Linked DNA regions of Sus scrofa: regions 1, 2 and 3 are each linked to region 4. A link is a contact called in public targeted proximity ligation data. All regions are on one chromosome and are shown on one strand. The core of a region is the stretch at or near the end of the contact, and the rest is flanking DNA. Distances in the headings are between cores, read along the strand shown.

Region 1 (3,232 bases), core at 149-2,648, 970 kb before region 4:
TTGAAACCACTCAGTCCAGCTTCAGGGTACATAATCTTAGCCATCATGCTCTGTGGCCTCATTTAATTTGAGTAGAGAATGACATGGCCAGGCAGAAGTTTGAGAAAGAGGACTTTGGCTGCAGTGAGGGAAGAACCTGGCTGTGAGGAAACGAGCTTGAGGAACTGGTTTGAGAAAGGTCAGAGTGTAAGAAGAGAGCTGTCATCTGCAGCCACCTGGAAGTGCTGTCCCAGAATCCAGAGTCCGCTGCTGCTTCCTGCACGGTGACATGACAATTTCCTGACTGTTACTTTTTTAGGTGCGGGAATGGACGCACATCTGTGGATGTTTAGGAGAGAGCAAAGGAGATGACTGAGAGGAGGGAGGAGGGGCAATGATAGAATTAGGAATCGCCCAGAAGAGGTCAGGTGGACAGAAAGCAAGAGGGGGTGGGGCATAGAGGGAGGGGGTGGGGCATAGAGGGGAAGGTCCTGGCAGCAGTATATGAACCTGGCACATGCAGAAGACTCCCTCAGGGCATTCCCAGAGGGAAGGCCTTGGGAGCACTGTTCCCAATATGGGCAGGACCCAGGAGAGAGGACATCCCAAGGGAAAGCGTGGGAGGCCCTTGGTGGAGTCAGCCTCTGTCTGGTGTGAGTGCCGGTGGTGTAAGGGGCAGGCCCTGCTCTGCCCAGGTCAGCTCTGTGCTCCATCTGCACAAGGCTGTGTAATGCTGTCTGCTTCACAGCTCCAACAAGGCCACCCCCTCCCTGGCTGCTTGGCTTCTGCAGCAGAGCCTCCAGGGAGAGTAACTCACACAGGCAGTAGGCTGGGGAAAAGCAGCAGCTCCTCCAACCCGGGCTGACCCACCATTGTCCAGCCTTGCTTTTTCACCTGCAGGGTGTCCCTCTTTGCCACTGTGGGAAGGGAAGGTAGAGAGAAATGGCTGAATGGGCCTGACCTGGGAGGATGCTGTGCTCCAACCTTCACATCCCCAATTCCCTAATATCCTGCACAGTGCTTAGCATGCAGTCATGCTTAAGAAGCACTGATGGATGGGTGGCTATCAGGAAGTTCAGCAAAATCCAATTTATGGCTGGGGATATTGAAGATATTAGAGATGGATAGATACCGGGGGTCAATGGTGTGTATAGAGTTTTGCATTTTGGAAAAGTTGGGGAAGAATTGGGTGGGCACCCTTCCTGCTGTGGAGGGGGACAGTTGCTTCTGTGGCAGGCCACTTCCCTCTGAGATCCTATTCTTTTTGAAACAGGGAGAAGTGACCTGTTCTGAGAGGTTAAAAGCTCATTTTGCAAAAAAAAAAAAGCACATTTTGCAAGAAAACCCAGCTGAGCTGCCGAGTTACAATGGGAAGGGTGGTGGAGGCTGTCCTTGCCTTCCCACCCCCTCTCCCCACTGCAAGCTGACTCATTCCCCTCTGTTGCAGACAGATTGCGTCTTGCGTGGGAGCCGCTATGCAGAGCTCAAAGCTGTTCCCTGAGAATTACAGGAATTACAACCTGCTGAAGGGAACAATTGTTCTAAATATGTTCTTTTAATGATACTTTATTTTTATGATCATTTCATTAATGGGTTCCTAAGAGGAAACAGCAGGTCCCACTGTCTTTAGAAAATCATTTGCTTTTCTCCTTGGGGGCCCCTGGTCTATTGGCTCTGAATTCTAAACCCTGCAGTGTCAGGTCAGGCCTGATTCTTAGTGCCTCTGTGTCTGGACTGAGTCCCAGGTTAAAATCCCTTGGCAAGGCTGCTGCCTTCGGATCAGAGTCTCTGGGCATTCTCCCTCCCAGCAGATGGCATCATCCAGGGACTTGATGACTTTGCATGGCCCCCAAAAAGGCATTATTGGCTCATTATCGCCAGGATCTGTCAGAATAGAGCGGACAGCTGTCAAGGCCTCCAGGGCAACAGGAGGGAGCAGCTATTGTGTGCAGGATTTTTCCGGGTACCCAGGCCAAAATCTTACCTCCGCAGGAAAGGACCTTGTTGGCAGGGACCCTCACTGCTTGTGTGCTCACCTCTTAACCCTGAATGATGGCTTTTGAGAGACTCTTCCTAGTTTGCAAAGCTCTGGTAGTGTCTGGTGGCCACTGATAAAGCAGGTGCCATTCACATCAGTTTCTGTTGTGTGACTATGAATGAGAGAGGGCCCTCTGAGCAGCAAGACCTATACTGAATATTATTATGAGTCAGGCTGTACAGAATGCCCAACTGGCTTGTTAATCTGGTGCAATTGAACCACTGTTTGCTGGATGCCAGCTGGAGGCCTGGGGAAGAAAATTGAAAGGAAGGCCCAGCTTCTAGGAGCTCACAGATTAGCATATGATTCCCAAAGAATTCCATGAAAGTGTTAGGAGCTGAGCTTGATCCTCATATATAAAATGGGAGTAATGAAAACCTAATGGTGAGCTTGCAAGGATTTAAAGGAATACCTCATGAAAAAGCATTTTGTATGTTGCCTGGCACATGGTAAACACACATTATTTGTTGAAGAAATAAATGAATAAAAGATGGATCAAAAGGACAAAGGAGAGTCAAGCATGCATGTTGTGCAGATATCGTAACTTAGGTGAAGTCTAAATTAGCATCTAAACCCATTCCAGGTGGGGGGAAGGAGAGGTTAGTTTGGGAATGGGTTGACCTATTTTCTAAGTCAGGCAGTGTGAAGGCTGGAGGCTGACTGTCAGAATCATCACAAAGTGAGCATTAGGTTGGATTGGAGACCCAAAGCCAAAGAAAAAGTGGGCCTTATGTGACTGTTGGCATCCAGGGTGCAGTGTCAGTGAGGGTCAGAGGGGGAGGGCAGGGTGAAGGGAGTGTGAACAGAATACGTGAGTAGTTTTGGAGGCCCACCTGATAGGATGGCGTCTCTGCTGGAGGGTGTGTTTGCATGGGCTGGCCTTGTCTTTGAAGGGGGTTGAGGAATGAAATTCCCTCCAGGAGGCACTTACATTCATCTCTAACTCCTTGTTCTGAGCACATAGTGTTAAATTAATGCATGTTGTTTTCCGTTGCATTGCTCTCGCCAGTTCTGGTTCTGAGGGTATCATAATAGTTCAGAGTATGCACTGCAGGGCCACAGGCTCCTGTGTTTACATCTGCTTTGCCACTTACTAGGTGTGTAGCCTTTTTGGACAGTCTCCCTTGGCCTCAGTTTTCTCATTTGTTAAATATTAATAACACCTCATAGGGATGTTATAAAGATTGGATGAGTTAGTATAAGTAAAAGGCCTAG
Region 2 (3,200 bases), core at 512-3,011, 710 kb before region 4:
TCTGCTATTTATTTTTCATTTTTTCCCTCTTTTGTTTTCTTTTCCCCTTAGCTTGCAGTCTATTCTGAAACAAACCCAAAGCGGCTTCTGATGATGTCATCCTTAAACAATGATAGCAATAATATTTATCACTTGTTATATGACTGAAAATGTACCAAATACTTCACATCTTATCTCATTGAATTGTCACAATGCACATGTAGGTAGATACAATTATGATCCCCAAACTACATGTTTAAAAAAAAAAAAGAGCTCTGAAGAGGTTAAGTGACTTTCTTTCCCAAGGTCACACTCCTAGTTAGTGGCAGAGCAGAATTAGACTCATCAGACTAATGAATTCATTTATTTAACAAATATTTATCGAAAGCTCTTATGTGAAAGCCATTATTCAAGGAGCTTGAGATACAGTGGAAAAAAAGAGAAACAATAGAAAATCCCCCCCCCCTTATAAAGCTTATATTCTACTGGGAAGAGACAGAATGATAAACAATTGAAAATAGTTAGAGTGTTAACAGGAGTTAAAATGAGTCAATGAGGAGTTCCCTTGGTTAAGGCCAGGGAGTCTGGAGCTCAGTAGGTGGGGGTATTGAGGAATTGGGTACCAATGGAGAAGTGGGCAGAGCTGAGCATGTTCAGGTTTATTTATCAAGAATATTTCACAAGGAGTTCCCGTTGTGGCTCAGTGGGTTAAGAACCTGACATAGTGTCTGTGAGGATGTAGGTTTGATCCCTGGTCTCCCCTTACCCAGTGGGTTAAAGATCTGGTGTTGCTGTGAGCTGTGGTGTAGGTCACAGATGGGGCTAGGATCTGGCATTGCTGTGACTGTGGTGGAGGCCGGCAGCTGCAGCTCTGATTCCACCCCTGGCCTAGGAACTTCCATGTGCTGTAGGTGTGGACTAAAAAGAAAAAAAAATATATGATAAGGTCATCAAATACTTCCATAAAGAGGTATGTAATGTTTGGTAGCCTCTTGATTTATGTTTAAAAAGGTCACTCTGACCTTTTTAAAGGTCTTTTTTTGGGAATGATTCTTAGTGAGGTCAGTGTGTGAACAGGGACTCAGAAAGGAGGCTCTTGGGTAGCTGGGATAAGAGATATAGTGCCTCTCATGGGGATGGGATACCAGCAGAGATGGAAAGAAGATGCAGGGTGCTTTAGGGAGTAGAGGTGAATGGACTTGCTGATGGATAGAGGAAGTGGGCAATTGGATGAGAGACAGGCTCAGAGAAGCTGCTGGGTTTTGGCTTCAGCCATCGCTGCATAGGAGTGAATTGATCACTGAGAAGAGGAACAACATTTGCCTGAAACTTTATGATTTGCAAAGGACTGTCAGCTATATTATCTCTTGTTTTTACAACAAGCCTTGAGAGGTAGTAAAAATATAATCTCTGTTTCACAGACAAGATAATTAAGCCTCTGAGAGGGTAGATTTGTTTCTATCCACACAGTTAGTAAATGGAAAGTCTGAGTGGGAAACTTGGGCTTCTAGATGCAGCGGGTCTGTTGCTTATTTCCCTAGAGAATTGTCCCCCCGAAAGCCAGAAGGAATCCTGTACACAAGCACAGTCTCCATCGCTGAATAAAGTCACACATTTTGATTCTTCTCTACTATTACCTCTATTTCAGGTTAATTTACCTCATACTTATAACTTTGACAATCAAACAGCTTAACAGCTATTTCAGACATCTATTCCTGCTAGAGGATGCACTGTCCCTATTTTTGGAAGCCGGCTGACGCAGAAGAAAGGTAATGTGATAGAGAACCTTTAGACCCTTTTAAATCACCAACGCAAATCACCACCAGATTACCAAGGATCTAAATATGTACTGTCTAATGACGTTCATAAAGATGCCAGCACACCGTTATGTTCCTCTTTGATGTTTTAGCAGTATTTACATAGAATTCTAAAGAACTACTTTCCAAAAAAGAGTTTTAGATATTCTATAGATGTTATCGCCACTGTTTTTTGCAATAACCCTGAATAGCTCAGGGAGGTCAATCTCCTCAAACATCTAGAAAGAGCCTGTTTGAATATTCGAATCCTAGTCTGTAAAGTCAAAGGCCATGCTGTTTCCACCATGACACTGTTTATTAGAGGGAAGAAATCCAATTCTGGTCCCTTTGACATTTAGTGTCCTCCCTCCTCACTAGCCACCTCTAGTGATGGTGAGCAGGCACAATTCACCACAATTGGTTACTTTAGTAAATAATTTTCAATATAAGTGAATTAAAATAAAATGTTATCAATTTTTCCCACTAGAAATTTTTGCTAATGTCCTGGGAATTTGCAAAATCAGTAATCTGTTGACTTTAGCTCTATGTCTGTGATACTGCCTTACTGATAGCTTTCCAAAGAAGATAGTGGGTAATCAAGGCAAACTCTGTGGAATTTTGATGAGCACAAACAAACCAGGGTAACATTTAAATTATGTGCAGCAGGTAAAATCTAAGTCTTGATATTTTCAGTGGAAAACTAGTTTGGAATAGAGAAAAAAATAATTTAATATGTTACTATTAAACATAAACTTGCTTTGGGATTTTGCTTGCTTTCATCATCAAGTAACTAGCCCTAAAGTTCTCAGCCAGGCTTGGATTTAGGATGTCAGGCTCTGGTAGTGAGAGCTAGATGGTGCTATAGTATAATTGCCAGCTGCCCAATTACTACCAGTTTGTCTGACTGTAATGAATGAGGGTTCTGGAATATGAAATTCAGCTCTGTGTTGCTCGTATTTTCTGTAAGTGCAATATAATACAACATAAAATGAAGAATTTTATCTTCTCTCTCTTTCTCCCCCCTGCTCTTTCCATCTGATATGCCTACCAGCCACCTCCCCCCGCCGCCGCCCCAACAGACACGCACTTTGCTGACATTTTTCCTAGAATAAACAGGTGAGAATCACTATTCTGGGTGGTCTGACTGTTTCCAGAGTGACAAACGCATCTTTTATCCTATGTCCCAGATTCAGCAGTTCTTTTTCTATCTAATCAAAGAGGGCTAAAGTTTTTATAGGTCATATGTGAGATAAGGTTAGTGCCAACTTACATGAATGGCTTGTAGTCTTGCAGGAAGGACAATGAATGGTATTTCAGAGTGGGAAGGAGACATTGGACGTTTTTCAGTTCAATTTCCCACTTGGGTTTGATGTAGTTCATTTTTTGAGTTTGAAAAAAAAAAGTACTTCCAGATATTCCAGTTTA
Region 3 (2,933 bases), core at 166-2,665, 730 kb before region 4:
TGTTCAGATATTTGTATGTCAATGCTCACTACAGCATTATTCATAATAGGTAAAAAATTAAAACAGCTCAATTATTCAGCAACAATTGAATGGATAAATGAAATGTATATAATACAATGGAATATTATTCAACCATAAAAAGGAATGACATTCTGATACATGCTACATCATGATGTGTTAAGTGAAATAAGCCAGGCGCAATAGGACAGATATTGGATGATTTCATTTATATTAAATATCTAGAATAGAAATATTCACAGAGCCAGAAAGTAGTTTAGAGGTTAACAGGGGCTGAAGGGATGTGGGAAGGGGGAGTTGTTGCCTTAATGAGTACAAAGTTTGTGTTTGGGGTGATGAAAAATTTATGAAAAAAGATAGTGGTAACCATTACATGATATCGTGAATGTAATTAATGCCACTGAATTGAACACCTAAAATGGTTAAAATTATATACTTTTAAATATTTATTTTACCACAATTTTAAAAGTTCATTGCTTTGGTCTTTCACATTTAAATGGTATTACATTTTATAGTTTACCAAATATTGACATAATATTTAATTCTCACAGTCCCATGAAGATGGCAGAATATTTACCATTTCCTCCATCCCCCTTGCTCCACAATAAACATTCAGTTTATTGATAATAAACTGGGTGCTTAGAGTGATTTTGTAGAAAGTTGCAGAGTTAATTCTCATACCAAGTGTCTTCAAGTGATGGTCTCTTAGGTATTCAAACCCTGAGGATTCTTCCAGGGTCAGCTGACCTTCTCAACCTCAGTTGTTGCCCTAGGCTTTTAGGCTCTGGTTATGACTGACCTCCGTACGGCCCCTAACTTTAAAGATCTGACCATCTGAATGGAGAATTGTTAAAAGAGGGTAATTTCAGTCAAAACATGCCTGGAAAGAGATTTAACTTAAACCTCCAGAAGATGCCCAAAAAGATGATGTACCCAAAATCCCCAAATAGAATGGATCTGAGGTTCCCCAAAGCTGCAGCAAAGATTGGGTGAACCTGGAATGTTTAAGACATACTGGGAATTGTTGATCAAGGTCTAATTCTTTTAGGTTCACTGAGAGCCCATGTCACCTCATTTGATCCTCACTACAGTGGAGGGAGATGCAGGAATAGGGATGTTTTCTCCTTTTTATAGTTGAGAGAAGGTTAAGTGCTTGCCCAAGGTCATTGAGTCAGAGAGGACTAGGAGCAAAATAGAACTCAGGTGTCCTGACTTCTAGGTTGAGCCCCTTTCCATTATGCTGCAGCTGCCTGCTTCCAAGAGACCCACATGCAATGCCTGAAAAATGCCATGCAGAAGACTGCTGTTACTATTCTAGGTTTAAGTTGGGGGAGGGATGCAGTGAGTACAGCTAGAGGTGGAGTGGGGGATGCCATCCTGCCATCATGGATAGGGAATCTTTTTTATGGCTTATGCCACTCCAACTGGCATAAACAAGGCATAGCTGAAGATTAAATGTCCCGAACATTATTAGCCCATTAGATTTCTTAATACCTTCTCCCAGGACTCTGTTCTCTTTACGCTCTCAATCAAATTTCTGTTTATCAAATTTCTAAAATGTTCATGAGAAGAGGTCCTCTTCCTTGTCACTCTTCAGGGAGCAAACACTCTCTTGTATGCTTTGGAAAGGAAAACAATTCCTTTTAGTTCAGAACTCAAGTTTCCAAGAAAAAGTCTTCTTTATCCCTAACTTGGGTGACTGATTTGTCCCAGACTATCTGGGACTTTCCCAGCTGAAAGTCCTGTGTCTGCCCTTTAACCCAGGACAAACTGGGGTAGTTGGTCATCCTACCATGGCCCTGATTTTCTGCATCAGTTCCCCCCACTCCCCAGCTGGAATCCATACCTCTTCCATTCTAATATTTAGGACTAATTTTTGCAAAGTTGATCCTGTGAGCACAGTTGTTAATAGCCAATAGGAGTCCCATGTGATAATTGGGGACAGAGGGAGAGGGGGCTTTCATGGATTGCCCAGCTCAGGCAAGATGATGTTGATGGGAAGGAGTTCCCTCTTCCTGCTTCTGAGGGTGATAAATCACACCCTGCAAAATGCTTTGTTCTCACGAGAAAGATATTCTATGGCTCTGTCTACCTCTAACCACAGCAGATGGATTGGTGAACTGGGCTTGATGGCCTTTCACTCTATGGGACAAGGAGAGTCCCTGTGAAGGTAGAGGACAGACTTTTTTAGGTCCTGGGCTTCCTGGTGGGAGACTTGAGGGACTCCTAGGAGTAGAAGAGAGTAGCTGTGGCTTGTTGGAGATGAGATGAGGAGATGTTGGTGCTACTGGCTCTTGCCAGCAGGAAATTAGGACTATCCATGGCCCCAGGGAAAATTTTTTTTAATGTTTTCAGAATAGAACATTCTAATCAAGCCAAGCAGGGAGCAATTACCTACATTGTCAATCAGTCTAGGTAGTAATTGGGAAGATTCAGCACGAATCAGTTTGTCCTTCATTTCTCTTGGCAAAGTAGGTCTGATGACTTTGGCTGGCTTTAGCCGGCTCACTGTGGCTGGCAGGTTGTCCCAGCAGATTAGATGAAGCGTTGGCGCTAGCAGAGAGGTTAAAGCACTTGCTCAGGTGCCCCCTTCCCACGTGTTCTTAATTTCTTAGGACGGAGTTCTCTGTGCAGGCTTAGATCTGGCCGCCTTTCCGACTTGTCACAGGGTATTTGTTGCTGCTGGATTTGTTTTAGGGCGTGACTATTTGACAGCTGGGGTCGGGGGAAGGGTGTGGGGAGGACCTCTAGTAGCATTTCGCTTGCCTTGCTGCCTGGAGCCTCCTTAAAGGAGAAGATGAATTCACTGCATGTGTGCGCGGGCCTTATGTAAGCTGCAGGCGGCAGCGCAGAGTGGAGAACGTGAAGACAGGCGGGGGCAGGGAGATTTGGCGAGGCAGGCCCCGCAGTGCAGA
Region 4 (3,006 bases), core at 9-2,508:
GGCAGGGATTAGTGTCTGTTTTGTTCAAGGATATACCCCAAGGGACCAGGTATATGCATAGCATATTATTGTTAAATATTTCTTTAAACAATTTATTTAAATAATTTATTTAAATATTTATGGTATTATTAAATATTTGTTGAATGAATAAATAAACTTAAAAAGCAGAACTTATCCAGTGGCCAGTATCAAATAAAAATTTATTAATGCCTAAAAAGCTGAATTTATTTATTTCTCCATTCTTTCAACAAATATTGAGTTCCTTCTCTTTGCCAGGCACCACAGCAGACACTGAGGATATTCAAAACAGACAAGGCCCTGTTGACACTGAGCTCACTTACGACTTTCTGTGTCTCCTCCTAGCACTTTAAAAAAATGGTATAATTCTTTGGAGTTCACACTGTGGTGCAGTGGGTTAAGAATTCAACTGCAGTGGCTCAGATCACCCTGCGGCTTGGTTTCAATCCCCTGCCCAGCGCAGTGTGCCAAAGGCAATGTAGTCTCCACTGAGGCTCAGACTCAATCCCTGGCCTGGGAACTTCCATATGCCATGGGTGTAGCCATAAAAAAAAAAGTATAATTCCTGTAATAATAAATGTTATAAAGACAATACAATGCATAAGTAAATGTGTTAATGATTAGGGACAGAGAGCTTCCTTCAACTAGAATAGAGTGTAAAGCCCTCTGGGAAGAGATGTTATTTAAGGTAAAACCAAAATAAGTAGAAGTCAGTCACAAAGAAATCTGGGGTGAATATTTCAGAGACAAAACATATAAAGCTTTAAAGGGGAGGGGGAACTTATGAATTCAAGAAAAAAAAAATAGCTGATACGATCTGAAGGTAGTGGTAGAGAAGCAGATATGGTGGGGAGGCAGTCTACCTCCACTGTGGGGCCCTAAATCCACCCTGACATTTTTAGCAATTTAGACGCATCTTAGAATGTTATTTTTATATCACCTCTCTCTTGTGCTCTTCTCTCTTTTCCCACTGGGGAAAATGCCAATGGTACTGAGTGTCAGTACCAGTGAGTCAAAATCTGAGAAGCCTGTTCCTTAGCAGACCTGGTACTTTTGTGCAAATCAAAAAAAGTTGGACTTTCCTTGTAACATTTTCTGTCATATATTAAAATATATATATGTGATAAATAAGCATATCTGCAGTTCACTTGCAGTTGTGTCGTGCAACATGCACAGCAGCATGTAGGGCCCTAGTTGCAAACCAAAGTGGTTCCATTTTTCCTCTGCTTCAAATACTGAATGCTGTAGATGCTAAATATACACACAGTTCTGGATACTTTGCTATTATTAGTATTCAGCATTAACTACGGTTGGCTACTGATTCTTAGCATTAGCCTCAGGTGAAAAGGAATGAGTACTCTTTGAGAATCAGTCATTGGAGAAAATACTATGTGCACGCTCAAAAGATGCAGATTCAAGGGGCTGTAGGCATGAATGTACTTCTGTAAAAGTGGATAAAGCCGTGACTATATCATCAAGTGTTAGAAGTACTGATTATCACACAGTCTATCTGAAAAGCTGTATATTAGAATAATCTATTCTACCTTTTGAAAACTTTGACCTATATTATTTCATGTGACTCCTGGGTTATCTTAATTTAGTAGTTTTAGGTTTCCTTTAAATAAAATAAAGGATATTTTGGTGGAGTAATATATTCTGCAAAACCATTTTCAAGTTTAATCCCAAAGGGGGCCATTTTCATTATCTAGGCTTCAGTTTCCTAATTTATGAAACGGAAAAGTATGTGTCTTCATCTTCATGAGAAATAATCTGTGATACTATGTCCTTTCTAGATGAAGAGCATTCATATGCCACATCAATATGATTAAAATTAATAAGCAACTAATAATATTCATAAAGGAGATGGTGCCTGAAAGAACGTGTCCAGCAATGAAGGACTGCCACCTAGTGTTCAATGTGGGTTTCAGCATATCCAGGCCACACAACCATTTAACAAACACCTCTCAACCATAGCCCTGTAATTATGTATTAAATCATGGTAATTCTGCAGAGGGCCTAGTTCAGTGTCAAAATATGAATTATGACTTTTTGAATAAAATTTGTATCACTCATATGCTCTATAAATTGAGTTTACAAAAGGAAGTAAACAGTCTTCACTTCTGACTACAAAAAAAAAAAATTAGAAATTTACTCCTAAAAATTTAAAAAAATAGTAAATATCTTGGCCCCAATTTCAGTAGGCTAGAAAGAGCCTGGGATTTCAGGCTAAACAGATTCAAATCAGAACCCTGTCAGTTAACAGCAGTATAACCTTGGGTGTCTTTTATTTTTATTTTTTTTGTGTGTGTGCGTCTTTTCTAGGGCCGCATCCACAGCATATGGAGGTTCCCAGGCTAGAGGACTAATTAGAGCTGTAGCCGCTGGCCTACACCACAGCCACAGCAATGCCAGATCCGAGCTGCATCTGTGACTTACATCACAACTCACGGCAATGCCAGATCCCCAACGCGCTGAGCAAGGTCAGGGTCGGAACCCGCGACCCCATGATTCCTAGTTGGATTCGTTAACCACTGAGCTACAATGGGAACTCCCTGACGTTGGGTGTCTTTTCAACCTGAGATGGTTTCCTTATATGAAAAGAACTTACAGTAGGCATAAAATAAATGACTATATTAGTTATTAAGAAAAACGGGTTTCTCGTTCTGATTTATAAAGAAGTTAATTTGGTTTTTCATATATTCCTCTCCAGTCAACAGGGCTTTAAGAAATGTTTTAATGAAAAGACAACAATTTCATTTCTCTCTATCCCTTGCATAAAAAAAGGACTTAAACTGAATTTTTTTTGATCCCTGCCCTAACCAATTCCAAGCAAGTTTAAAGCATTTTTTTAGCCACTAAAGAAATTATTGGGTTCAAACAGCAGTTCTTATGAAAGAAGACTAATACAGTGAGTTCTGTTCACTTGCTTTTTAACATCTAATACATTACATAACAGGGTTTTCAACAATTTATAAAAATAATTTTTTA

Evidence for each region.
Region 1: a contact with region 4 is called in a targeted proximity ligation map of skeletal muscle, with 13 times the contacts expected there. A contact is called at or near these places in 4 of 47 Hi-C or Micro-C datasets (liver, mesenteric adipose tissue, omental adipose tissue and 1 more) and 1 of 2 datasets of targeted methods (skeletal muscle).
Region 2: a targeted proximity ligation map of skeletal muscle shows a contact between it and region 4. A contact is called at or near these places in 2 of 2 datasets of targeted methods (alveolar macrophages and skeletal muscle).
Region 3: a targeted proximity ligation map of skeletal muscle shows a contact between it and region 4, with 14 times the contacts expected there. A contact is called at or near these places in 11 of 47 Hi-C or Micro-C datasets (embryonic fibroblasts, epiblast stem cells, fetal heart ventricle and 5 more) and 2 of 2 datasets of targeted methods (alveolar macrophages and skeletal muscle).

The regions. Positions count from the first base shown.
Region 1 is chr4:82,622,632-82,625,863 of Sscrofa11.1, reverse strand. The region is part of intron 1 of LOC106510109 (a long non-coding RNA gene); the gene reads left to right. Among named protein-coding and RNA genes, the nearest start is that of TBX19, 75 kb to the left of the region's middle.
Region 2 is chr4:82,361,747-82,364,946 of Sscrofa11.1, reverse strand. It overlaps LOC106510102, which reads left to right. Exons shown (of 9, transcript XR_002343354.1): 2 at 1,628-1,748; 3 at 2,827-2,891. Among named protein-coding and RNA genes, the nearest start is that of XCL1, 73 kb to the left of the region's middle.
Region 3 is chr4:82,385,863-82,388,795 of Sscrofa11.1, reverse strand. It overlaps LOC106510102, which reads left to right and starts at 1,415. Exons shown (of 9, transcript XR_002343354.1): 1 at 1,415-2,933.
Region 4 is chr4:81,653,068-81,656,073 of Sscrofa11.1, reverse strand. The region is part of intron 1 of NME7 (nucleoside diphosphate kinase 7); the gene reads right to left. Among named protein-coding and RNA genes, the nearest start is that of NME7, 15 kb to the right of the region's middle.